Regions from separate parts of the Gasterosteus aculeatus genome. Here region 2 is linked to region 1. The links are chromatin contacts, called in public Hi-C maps. All regions are on one chromosome and are shown on one strand. Each heading gives the region's core, a stretch centred on a gene start, on an enhancer-like site or on the middle of the called end of the contact. The rest is flanking DNA. Distances are from core to core; before and after follow the strand shown. Region 1 holds the start of pamr1b (peptidase domain containing associated with muscle regeneration 1b). Region 2 overlaps ldlrad3 (low density lipoprotein receptor class A domain containing 3).

Region 1 (6,435 bases), core at 3,463-5,962:
TTGCATGAATTCCCTTTTGGCAGATGTGAACAGAAGCTGCACTTTAAACTTGGCAAAATGTTGATGGAGCGTTTTGTTTTCCTCTGAGCCCTGCAATCATAACTTCTCTGTTCTGAACCCTCCAAGCATTTACACTTGGACCCAAAAGCAATCTTGTACAAAGTTTTTATTTGTAACGCCATAGCGTGCACACGAGCCGTACATTTGTTGTTTACGTGACTTGTGTGAAACAAAGAAGCTTTAACACAGACACCCAAAAGCCAAAAAAACAGAAACTATAAACCTCTCGTTGGTGGTTTGCAGGCGGTCAGCTAGCGAGGAGAAGAATAGATGTTCTCTTGCAATACTGGGAGTTCCATATTAATGAAACCATGGATGTTGTCTCAGTCCAACTACAACATGGCTCTTTCTCTCAGTGAGGCATTAATCAGACAGAGAGAAGGTTGCGCAAGGCCCGCAGTTCATGTTTAATGAAAATTTCTTTTAATTTGTCCTTTATAAAGCCATTCCATGATTCCTCTTACATTACAGCGCAAATGATCAGCAAGCCAGAGACAAAACGGGGTTTCTTTTTAGCCAGCGATAGATCTCAGGACTAAAATTCAATGTTACTCAAATGTTTTTGGACAATGGCGCCCGAACGTGTCAGTCCCTCATGCAATGCCCAATGTTGTTGAATAGACCGCCAGCGTTCGGTGTTTGTTTTCATTTCAATCAAACTGGACGTTCTAGCATTTTCTTGTGTTTTTAAGCTTGTTTTTTTCCCCCCTACATCAGTAAATTGAAAGCTCAGAGTTACTGTTGACATTTTTGTGGATTTCTTTTGACCAAGTGTGAGAACCACAAACATCCATAATCTGGGCGCGCTGCGGGTTTTAGGGATACAAGAAAAGCCCCGTATTGTGAGTCAAGTACAACTATGACAAAGGAAAACTAAGTAGAAACATATCTTCACCAGAATCTTACTCATTATTTCCCTCAATTTTGCTACAATCTATTTTCAAGGGAGTCTGAGATTCTGTGTCCGTTTGCAAGTAGCGACTCGAGCCGCCTACATCTACCCCAAAGCCACTAGATGCTTTTTTCATTTTTTTAAATTTAACTATTAATCTCAATCACGATCAAGAGACATCCTTTGCTTCCTTGAGGTTTGTGGCGGACGATGACCTGGAGAGACTATGAGAACCAATTTATACGACATGAACTTGAAAGGGTCAAAAAAGCTGTATGAGGTGGTCCGGTAATGTTGTTACACAGATCACTGCTGTGTGTCTTGTCCTTGGACAGAGAAATGACATTCTGTGCTTTTATAGAACCGATCTTTATGGCTTCATTTGGATCAGCTGTTAATCTTTCACCTTAAATAGCGGGCCTTCATTTCCAGATGTCCGCAATGTTTACTTCATGCTCCTTTTCTGGAAGGCTGTTCCCTCTCCTTAATACATCTTGATCCTGATTTACAACCACAAATATCATTCTAGGATGCTGCAGCTTTGACTTGCGTCATGAAAATGTGGATTTATTCACTTAGTTGCAAGCTTACTGCCTCTCTGTGTGAGGCTTCCATGGTCAGCACGTACAACAATTATTACAGAGCGGAAAGAAGGAACAGGCGTGGAGGTAGACGCATACAAGAGTACAAGCGAGTGAGCGTTTGTGGGGGCTTTTGTACAAACGGGAGCTGGCCCTTCGGCGTTTGAGCTTAAAGCTTGAGGAAAGCACTATCATTTCTTTTGAAATAGCTGGTCAAATGTATACTTTTGCACAGGTGTGAGAAAGAAAAAAAAAAGTACAAACATGCAAATGACAAACCATTTATCATTTTGTTCCCCAGACCTGCAATTTAACCCAGGACTGTTATTGTGCTGTGTGCCCCTGGCTAATACGTGTTTAATCCCAAACGGCAATTGTCAGAAAGGGTGCTGAACAAAATGAGAAACGGATCCTATTAAAAGGTTTGCTTCTCTATTGTGCCTAACAGCTGTTTGGCAACGCTTCCGTCCAACCTGTCAAATATGTCTTCTGGTTTATGTAGCAGCCTCTAAATATTACCCAAGGACACTCATAAGCTTGTATTCTGTGGAAGCAAGATGGCACTGGCACAAAGCCAAACACAGTTTAACAGCCAGTTTTTTCCAACTTCATTTCTGAAGCTCATCGTGCCAATTTGTGTGTGCGTGTGTGTGTGTGTGGTTTGACTTTTCTGTTTCTTATTACTGGTATCTACTTTTTTTTTTTCCATTCCAGATGTTGAGCTCGTCAACTTCTCGTCAAGAAGCCAGAAAAATGAAAATGGCAATAAAACGGGCGGCATTACAGACACCCTATTGCCTGGTTTTTGCCTCTGTGTGGGTGTCCACAAAGTACTCCAACCCATTACGACGCTTGTAAGCCGCCACGTGTCAGCTGCAAAAACTTCGACATGGATCCAGAGACTGACGTCATTGTTACTGGAGATGCGCTCACGGAAATTCACGCGAGCCCGGAGACCTTAAGTCTGAATTTACTGCCCCTGTTTGCTGAGAGAGCCGCAGAAAACTCTGACTTCTGCCGGGATATAAATGTTATTTCTTTTAGTTTTGAATCTCACTTTGTGTTTTTCTTAGTTTAGAAATGTATTCTGTCCAAACGTCACGGTGAGAGATAACTCACGCATAACTGTTCCACAACCCCTGGAAAATTATTGGTAAACGGATTCTCATTGCATCAGCATCGACTTTGGCACCAGTTTACATTTGAAGCCAAGGAATAAAAAAAACTGTTTTTTAAGAAATGCACCTTGGAACAGTGTCTTCTGTGGCATTTAAAAAAAGCCGTTGTCCAATTTGACATATTCCTGCTCACCTCTGAGGGAAATGCATTCCATCAGTCCTGTCTCTCACCCTTATCACATCTAAGCTATTTTCAACTCTGACCAAAAGAGACAATTTTAGCAGAGCGCAGTGAGATGATGGGTTCAACATGCATTTCAAACACAGCACAATGCTGTGCACGTGTCACCGCCATTGGACATTGAAAAGTTTAGTTCAGTTTTTTGTCACTGTTGTCATTTGACTATGCTGCTTTACGTGTTCCTTGCCTCAACATTACGTCATACGTTCTTCCTTGCCATAATTCAGTGGGAACTCGTGTCAGAGAAGGTTTACAGTGACGAGCATCACCACGGTTATGGCACACATCAATCAAATGAGTAGTTTCCTCCCAGCAAAATAGTGCAATTGCTGCGCATGTATGTGCCAGTGTTTGATTCCTTTTGCATATTCCCCACAGCAGCTGTTGTTGTGGTTGGAGGGATTTTGCTATCATGGAAAGGGGAACTCCCAGGGGAGCTGTGTGGCCATCGTGTATCTGAACGTAGCCTGAACCCCAGCGCTGCTACCGCTGGTCGTCCTGGAGACTTGCTGTAAATAAACTTCCCATTGCCAGGAAATTAAATCACTCTCTTAACCACTGTGGCAAAATGTTATAAACACACTCCGGTACTTTTATTCTCAAACGCTCATTGAGAGGATATGTTTTGGATTCTTGTAAGCATGTTCTGTGCCAAGGATTCCCTTTTCTCCAAGGTATCATACGCTTTTTACGTGTGCTAGCCTTGGACTATGCCTTGGACAACTTGCCTAAAGCTAAACACACTATGAGGACAGTGTGTCTCTACTTGAAGAAAATCCTCTATCATCAGCTGATGATGCATATGAAGCTGAGTGAGTCAGCTGACAACAACAAACGTGGGCGAATACCCCAGAGAGAACTCTCTTAGTAAATACAGCTACACGCGGCTGAGCTCTGCCTTATCCTGTCGGCCCATTCACCGACATTACAAATCCAAGATTACTTTACTGCCTGGCAACCGCGGGACGATTAATCAACAAAGGGCAGAGGTTTAGTGGAGTCTGGGAGACGGCGTATGGTATACTCATTACCGCAGGCGGAGTGGTCGACTAAAACGTGACTCACATCTTCCTGCAGCAGTTCAACTGGTCACCCTGGGTGAAAAGGCAAAGACCAATACCAATTTCAGAAAAGAAAACCCAATTAGCATTTAAAGACAAGCTTCGACACAAAAGGAAATGCTTGCCAGCATCCATCACCCCTCTTAGGAGTCCAACCGCCTCACTTTGCCCTTAAGGAATGTGCGACCAGCTAGAGAGCAACTGGGAGAGAACGACTGCAACGAGAAGAAAAGTAGATCACAAAGTCCCTTTTAATCTGACTATAAACAAACCCTCACAGAAATGCCTCCCTCTGGGTTTTAGAACACAAGTCGTTTACCCAAAGATTGCACAAACATGATCTCAGCGGCGTCTGTGCATCACTGTCCCTCCGTGAGTCTTCTTCTTCTTCCAGGGAAGAGCGGATGGAGTCGCTGATGCCGGCTTTTTACGAGAACAAAGAACAGACACCAACACACGCGGGACCGGGAGAGAAGGAGCGGCGGTGAGCGAGGCGTCTCTTACCATAGGGCCAGGCCGTCCCTTGAGGCAAGGCGATGGAGAGAGAGATGAGGAGGAGCAGGCCCCCCTTCCATGGAACAGAGGTGGAGGTCCAGGGGGTTGTGCGGGTGCCCCCGTGGGTTTGCCCCAGCTGCAGTCCCCGTCCCACAGACAGCATGCCGCAGTCTGGAACTCTGTTTACTTTCTGAACTCAGCTGACATCACCTTCTCTTGGCCCTTCAGTGTTTCCCCCCTCCCTCTATCTTTCTCTCTCTCTCTCTCTCTCTCTCTCTCTCTCTTACTCGTTTCTCGTTGGCTTCAGATTACAGCACAGCCTTGCAAGGAGTTCTACTTGCGGGTCTCCCAAAAACTCCCCTCGCTCGGCTCAGAGGACGACGTCACTGCACTTGAATGAATACAGGCTTCGATGTTTTTACGGTTAACTCATAACGGGGGTCACAAACAGACACGCACATGTCGGAGTGAAGCAAAGAACAACCTTTTATGTTTGTTTCCTACACGTCTGTCTTGGAATGCAATGTGTGTGAAGCAATAGCATTCTGTAGGTTATTGTTGTAGGTTCATAGGAATGGTCTGTTATTTGCCATCCTGCCCAGAGTCAGTGGAGCCGATTGATCAGCCTGATCTCCAAAACCTGTTCGTAAAAATGTATACGAAAATCTTGGCGATACAAATTCGTAGTGATACATTCGAAATAAATACGGACTGCAACTGATGACGTCACCCTATTCAAAGTGAATGGGGACCTGCACCCCGTAAACACACTTTGTGAAGTCTAACGATGTAAAATAAACGTGTTATGATTGCATTTTTAACAAGAAATCAATGATAAATTGTAAGAATACAATACTAACCCTAACCCCCTCAAAAAATCCAACATGGCGGAGAGACATTCACTCAAGAATCCAACATGGTCCGCCATGTTGTTCACTCAAGGGGCGTGGTTAACCCCCGCCAGTTAGTATGTATTGTTACGAATTTCTATGTCAAATATTTCGTATACATTTTTACGAACAGGTTTTGGAGATCACGTTGAATTGATACCGCCAACTGGGAATGCTGAAGCCGTGCGACTGTTAGCTTAGCTTAGCTTAAATACTGGAAACTGGGACAACCTGAGGAAAACACGACCGTCACTGGGGCGATTCTGTGTGTCTTCCGTTTAGTCTGTACAGAAAAAGAGTTAAAAGAAAAACTGGACATTTTACGGGACGTTGTGCAGCAGACTATTTCAAGGTTGGGACTAAGATTTGTATTACTTTTTGGACAGGGAATTACTGCAAAACAATATACAGGAGTGTGATATTTAATCCCCATCTATGTTGTATCTTTTTGGAGAGCTACCAATGTTATCTTGCATAATAAAAATAAATAAATGTATAACGTCTGGCTTTCAAATGGGAAGACTTTAACCACAGAAAGGCAGCCAGCGTAAACACAGTTACCCACGTATTTTCCTTTCCTTTTTACAACAGTTATTCTGTATGATCTCCTGGGTGTGTTTTATTTCAGCACTGAAACTAATTCCTTTGTTGTTCTTCGCCCACTGGGATTCAAAGCTGCATGCAACAGCAAACAGGGAGTACAGATCAAACGAGCCAGAACTGGAGAATCAAATATCCAGAGCAGTTTCCTAAAACAGCAGAGTTCAAACCATGGAGGCAAGACGTGAGCCGTGCCGCAGTCTGCGAACGCGTATGGAAGGGAAATTAAAAAACAGACTGAAATCAAGAAGGTTCGTGAGGAGGGATGAAGGGAAAAGGACACAGAAAAAAAAGCACGAAAGAGGGAAACCTAGAGGGGGAGTGGGGGAAAAGGAAATATTGTCTCCCTGTCGCTGCTTCCTATCCACTTTACAGTAACTCCAGTTTTTTTCCAGTGTTTGTCCAGATGCTCAATGGTTTATTACGTGAAACCCAAGGATTTCAGCTTTAGATTTGTATTTTCAGAGACTCCATCTGCAGTGAACTCTGTCAGCAGA
Region 2 (6,749 bases), core at 3,592-6,091, 130 kb after region 1:
AATGAGGCTTGTTAGCCGGGCTTACAGAGGATAGCACAGTAGAAGAAACTAACACTAGAAGGCATTCCGGCTAAAAGTGTCTGTTCTTGGTACTCAAGGGACGCAGCCTGTGTGACTCTTGTTCTATATTTGAAGCCAGTGTGGAGCAGCATGTTCATTTCTATTTTCTTGTGCTAAGATGAGACGAGGTGTGTGTGTGCAAAAATATCCCAAAAGAAACATCTTTCTTTTGGGATATTTCTTCATCTGTTTCTAGATCTCTCCTCCTCAATGTCCTCCCCTCTGTCCACGGTTGCGTCGTGCATGTGACCCCCTATAATTCTCTTCCCTCCTACAGAGATAAAACGATTAGAGCTGGCGGGAGATGCAAGGGGGAAAAAAGTGGTCGGCTATTGGTGAGAAGGAACAAGGTTGGAGGGTGTAAAGCTGTTGATAAGCATTCTATAATTGAAAATGAAATCTAAAATCAGTATAGTCGCTGTGTATCTTAAAAGCAAGGTGCATGTCATCGACATGACAGTAAAGTATCGACAACACGGGAGAAGAGCAGAATAGGGGCATAGGAGAGAAGGAAGCAGGGGGGAGGTGAGGGGGGAGATCCGGGGAGAAGGCACTCTGATGGAATTAAAGTGTCTTGGCTGAGGGGTTGCACCTTGCCACAATCCCCAAGTCTACAAATGCATAAGGTTTATGAGTTTATGAATAGAGGATTCAAGCACTATTAGAGGTGCCAATGTCGCTGGAGGACATGCAGGTTATTTACGTGGAAGGTAAGTACAGCTAGTTCACTCAGAAATGCTCCAAAACGGTGGGTCATGCTTCCTCTCTCCCTAAGGAGGAAATTCCAATTCCATCATTCCATGAACATAAGATTTATGCAACTGACACTTTTCACAGTTCCTCCTGGCACAAGGAGGGGAATAAAAAAACAATCTATAACTGATCATCTATATATATAGCTTCATATTATAAGATACATGCACGGTGCAGTCTATGCGCATTTCAATGTTTGATAGGAGTAACTGACTAATCTGAAACTTCTGCAAATAATATGACAGCAGAATAGACACTATGAGCCATGTGATCAAAGATATTGAAACCGGAAAAAAACTAAACATTAAACATACAGACCGCTGCAGGCTGAATACCACTTCATGTCGGCTGTTTAATTCAACATGTTATTGTTCTCCTGGAAAAGGGAACACAGTCGCCTGAGCCCTGCCAAGTGCCAAGAAACTGTGGAATAATTCATGGAAATGCCCCGTTTGTTGTGCACATGTCTGATTGTGGTCCCGGAGTGAGGCTGTCTTTGCAGTTCGAGGCTGCAGATGGAAGTCACCGCGAAGGAAAAGGTCGTCGGTACGGTGCTGCCAACTCTCACGACGAAAGATCTGCATTGTTATGTGAATCAATGTTATTGTTGCTGTGACAACAATTAAGAGATATTACCAGACTAATGCTCAATTTGCAAATCTGAGTAATCCATGTCGTCAAATAGCGATTATGGAAAAGCATCCAATGTCAATTTGACTGGAATAAATTCATTTTTTTTGCAGTTGCCAATCTGGCAGCATGCTTCATTTACAGATGTTTCCACAGTTGAAAATTGTTTTAAGTAAACTCTCTCCGCATCATTTCGCTATAATTTCTGGTGGTTAAATATGGCAATCCACCATTCACATTCGTCATTCACCGTACTGACTGCTTTTCATCACTCGTGCAGTAATGTCAACTAACTAGTAGATCTAATTGACAAATCTGTTCAACTTCCTCCACACAGAAGCCCACAAAATAACCACTTTAAATCTCCGAGCGATTTTCCTCTTGTTTTACAGCACGAATGTAGCCTCCCTCAGCCTTTGTGTCAGATTCGACTAGACGAGGCAGGAAAGCCTCTGGTGACCTTCGACCTTTTACTTTGATCATGACGCCTCCTTCCAATGAGTCAGGTACAAAAGTAACGACGCTGTGAGTACACGTAGTGTTACCACAAGCGTACTTGTTCGCTCGAAAGGAGATAAAGTTTACAAATGTTAATCCATAGGATTGGCATTTAAAATATTTAATCATAGGTGAGAGTATGTCGCTTTTGAATTTTAAACACAACAGCTCGCCTTTCCAGGACTTTGATGTGGGAATCCTCACTTCAGAGAAATGAGATTTCTGCCATCAAAGGACATGAAGTGTGCATGTTGTCCATCAGGTAGCGGTGTGTAATTCTGACCCGTTGCCTTTGTTATTATGAGACCACGCGTACCTGTCTCTGAATACGAGGATCGACGCCTGCCTTTGTGCCGTAACTGCAACTAACTGCTCAAAATGGTCTCAATCACATTCTCAGCGGGGGTGGGATGGGATGGGATGGGGGTGCAACACTCACACGCACACACACACACACACACACTTCTGTCCTCTAACGGAAAAGAAGCTTGCTTTGGTCTCTATCTGCCTCTCTTTTCATCTCCTGTGTGATTTGAAACACCCTTTCACGCCTCCAGCGCTAATGCTCTGGATGGGATCCATTGTTAATGTTCCAGCGTTACGAGTTCCTTTTGTGTGTGTGTGTGTCCCCCTCCGCAACCGGAGGACTGAAAGGCAGGACAGGGTGCCAGAGGTGGGATCTTTTTTTATTGGTGTGTTTTTAATTTAGTAATTACGGAAATAATGTTTCTTTGTTTTGGCCTTTCTCTGCTGAGAGTCCAGTTCATAATTAATTGGTAGCATTAATTGGCTTGTTTTATTGGCTGAGGCTCGGTTGGGGGGCAGCGGGCGGGTACAGCGTCTGAATCAGATCTGATTTAATTAAGGCGCTCTGACCAGGGACCACTGCTACATGAAGTGGGCTCTATGCCGGGCTGGTTGTTGTTGGGAATTCAACAGCATGTGTGCACACAAACCCGAACGCACACTGCCGAAGACTCCCGGAGGCCTTGGAGGTCAGCGTGCTGTTTGGGAGAACACAAAAACAAGCCTAAGGAAAATGTCTCCTCTGATGAAGCGTCTCTGCGTTGTCCAGAAAAGGCTCGGTCAAATACGAAGCTTCGATATTTTCTCCAACCCTCTGGGGTCCTTAAAAGAAGTTCAACATTTTATCAATTATTGAAAGAGATGAACTTGGCATGGAAATTGGAAACAGGCGAGAACCAGCCTTGATTATCCCAACTGGCTGTGAGACATTTAGTCCTCATAAAGAATTATTAAGCCCCTCTTTTCATTCACTTCCTCCGTGGTAAAGAGTGAGGTCTCCACTTGTGAGGACGCGCCTCGCTCTCTCGGTCCAGGGTTTCCCCCCCCCCACCCACCCCATGCTTATTATGTAGCACTCTCATCTCCAAGAGAGGCTGCCTCCATTGAATCCCACAGAACACATTTCAGAATGAACCTGAATGCGCACCACTTTAAATTCATGCCCGTCTTCTCACTCCTTTCTCCACCACTCATCCTGCTCCACCCTCAGCCGCCTCTTCCCTCAAATTGTTTTTCCTCCCCGTCCTTTATTTCCTCCACGGGTCTCTTTGTCTCTCCTGCCGCCACTCGTCCTCCCGTCTTCTCCCAACCTCCGTCATCATCAATTTGCTCTTCATTCTCCTGCCCTCTCCCACCCCCACCCCCCACCTGCTCCCCCACACCTCCACAGAAGCCCCGGGGCAGGACTTTGTGACACTGGACTATCGCATGCGCTACCACCCGAGCATCACCTACGCCGTCATCGGCAGTGCCGTTATCTTCGTCCTGGTGGTGGCGTTGCTGGCGCTGGTGCTCCATCACCAGAGGAAGCGGAGCGTCCTGCTGCCCAGAGGTGTAAGAGGAAGCACGCACCACCACCACCAGCCCCTGCTGCTCTCCCGTCTGGTCATTTTGGACCGGGGCCACGGCCACGCCGGCGGTCCCGGTCTCTCCCCCGGGTCGCCCAGCGGGGGGGTCCAGTACAACTCAACTCCTCAAACACTGCAGCTGCTCTCTGGGAGCCTTTATCCCTCCGGACTCTCCGTGGACTCCCCTCCGTCATACGCACAAGCTGTTCTGGATGTCAGGTGAGGGCGATGAACACTCCAGCAGCTCAATGGAAGTTTATAATATGTGACCGTATCCCAAAGGCTAGCGTTGCACCGTAAGCCGCAATTAAAATAGCATGAAAGCATTAACGCAGAAGTAGTGGTGTTAAACGTCCCTGGCAGCGTCTAATTCAACGTAATCAATAATTATTCCCTTGAAGTTCATCCACATGGAATAAAATGAGTTGACAGCTGCCTTTGTGTTTCTCAAACAATTAACCCCTTTACTCAGCTAGTTACTCATTTACTGTTATTTTATTCATTTAATTGTATAAAATGAATGATTTCTAGCAGATTTGTGCAATTCTAAATTATTTAAGTTAACCAAAATTGAGTAAACATCAATTATATTATGATTTAATCAATCAAATTTTCTCCTATTTGCTTCCCAGTAATTAAGTGTAGTTAAGTGCATCTCAAATCTTCCAGCGTGATGCTGGTTCAAAGCCTGACATCACATTAGTATCTGTTTCTTCTGTTCTTTTACCCCTAGTCGGCCTCCCTGGTTTGATCTCCCTCCTCCTCCATACCTCTCCGACGCGGAGCTTCCATCAGAGGGCGAGCTCCCTCAATATGAGGGCCCACAAGACCCTTTGAGCTACACCAGAGCGCAACCCGCAGCCCCCTCCACACCCAGAACTGAAGCCTCGGCCCCGGAGCAGAGCTCCAGCTGCAGGGACGAGTCGGACCAGCTGTAGCGTCGCTCTGTCAGAAAGAGACTGAAGGACTGAAGGACCAGGCTACAGGGCCACGAGGCCACGAGGCCAGGACAGCCCGCAGAAAAGACCTGACAAAGCCACCAGGACTAAGAAAACTATCTCTGATAGTGTCCTTCGCTGCTCCAGCTCATCGTGCTGGACTGATCTTCTGCGTTGGCTCCCCCTTGTGGGGGCTCGGCTGCACTGCATCAACATTAGTTCGACATTGAGTCGATGCTTCCTATTTGACATCTATGGTGTTTTCCATCGTGGGATGTTGGTTGCGTTCATAATTAGGTCTAAAAATGATGTACTGTTGAGAAATACGGGCTATATTTGATGATTTTCAATCATTTAGCGACATGTTGAAGCCTTGTTCTTATAAAAGTTGATTCCATGGTCAGAGTAAATCTAAAGCAATCGAATGCAGTAGTGTGTTTTGATTTCTCATTTCTCAACAGTTAGAATCTTTTTTTTTCCAGTGTTGATGTGAACAGCGACCCGATAATATTGCTACAGTGGACTTGTAGTAAACAAATAGTTACTTAGTTTTTTCAAAGTTATTTTGAAAGATATAAGAAATATTTCTAGATGAGAAGTGGAAGTCTTTTTTATAAAAAAAACTACAAATTCAGCAATTCTGTACGCCATTAATGTTGAAATAATGTAGAAATGATGTGTATATGTATGTGTATATATACATAGATATCTGTATATATATAGTAAGTTACATCATTCCTCTGAGCAGAGATTCACGTGTCTTTTTCAGCACTAGCTAGCTATTCCATTTCAGTTTGAAGACCAATTATGTTTTTACGGAGACACAAAAACAAATGTAAAAACTATTTTGTTGATTGGTTTATTGTGAGCCATTTTGGCCCCATCGTCACTTTGTATGGGATTTCTTTTGGGGCACAGATTTCGAACATTTAAAGACAGTAGCATGGTAAGCTCACATGACAACATTCATTTTAAGAATATCGTCTCTTTAATAAGGTGAATTTTGCTCTTTTTTTTATGTCAATGAGTCATTTTGGTAAATCATCTTGTCTGATGACGGTATTAGACAATGACCATCAAAGCATATCTGAAGGATCTGTGTTTATAAATCTGATGTCATCTTCAAACCTTTTTGAGTGTTCAACACTGTAAACAGGAGGTGAGAGAAGTATAAAAATCTATTTAAAAGTCTTTACAGTGAGACACGTGTAATGTCCCCTTGTTTCGGATCTTTCTGTTCCTTCAGAGCCAGATGTAAATAATAAACCAAAAGCTAATCATCATTATTAACATTCACATGGTACCCTCCAAAGGAACCATCATGCGTCCCACCAACTGCCTGTATCTTTATTAAATTAAAATGCATGTCATCTGATGTAGTACTGGAAGCATTTCTCAGGACAACGTTTATTTTGTTCTGTTTTTCATATAAAGATATTGTCTTGTTTTGTCTAGTTTTGTTTTAGAGGACGTTGAAGAAAAAATCCTTCTTTCTGAATTTATATCATGCGGTCGGCTTTTTTCACATTTGTTCACCCATCATGATCTTTTCATCCCTGATTTTCTGTATATTGAAGTAATATAAAATGCTGATTTGTGTCTTTTGTGAATTAGTCTCCCTGCACAGCTAGTATTACATTCTGCCGACGACTAGATGTTTATAGCACAGTCTGAAGCTTTAACGCCAGTCTGTGCCACCGGCAGGCGAGCCTCACACTAATAAAGATGAAGCAAGTTTGCAGACGACAGGACAGTCTAAAAATAGTAATCAGAGTACTCTAATGACATATGACAGTGCCAACAAACCAATCACTGCGCCACGGCCTCTCTGCACATCTGCACTTGCGATGTAATATACAGTCTTCGTGGGGTTCCAACAAGCGGCGTCTGGCAAAACGGATTGCCTCCTCAGCAGCTTTTATCTGGAACAAAGAGTTTGGATCACGTGTCGATGTGTTTTATTGGAGCTCTGTGCTCAAGAAAGTGCTGAAGGAGC

The links. Hi-C and Micro-C count contacts between places; a contact is called where the count stands out from the background.
Region 2: a Hi-C map of skeletal muscle shows a contact between it and region 1, with 3 times the contacts expected there. The contact joins the enhancer-like site here to the promoter of pamr1b in region 1. A contact is called at or near these places in 3 of 6 Hi-C or Micro-C datasets (skeletal muscle and tail fin).

The regions. Positions count from the first base shown.
Region 1 is chrX:11,712,480-11,718,914 of fGasAcu3.hap1.1, forward strand. It overlaps pamr1b (peptidase domain containing associated with muscle regeneration 1b), which reads right to left and starts at 4,713. Exons shown (of 14, transcript XM_040163508.2): 1 at 4,458-4,713. The coding sequence starts at 4,611.
Region 2 is chrX:11,843,245-11,849,993 of fGasAcu3.hap1.1, forward strand. It overlaps ldlrad3 (low density lipoprotein receptor class A domain containing 3), which reads left to right. Exons shown (of 6, transcript XM_040163366.2): 5 at 3,638-4,034; 6 at 4,549-6,200. The coding sequence ends at 4,753. Among protein-coding and RNA genes, the nearest start is that of LOC144383739, 46 kb to the right of the region's middle. Within about 2 kb of position 4,842, at least 2 of the 9 cell types and tissues checked have open chromatin away from gene starts, as enhancers often do.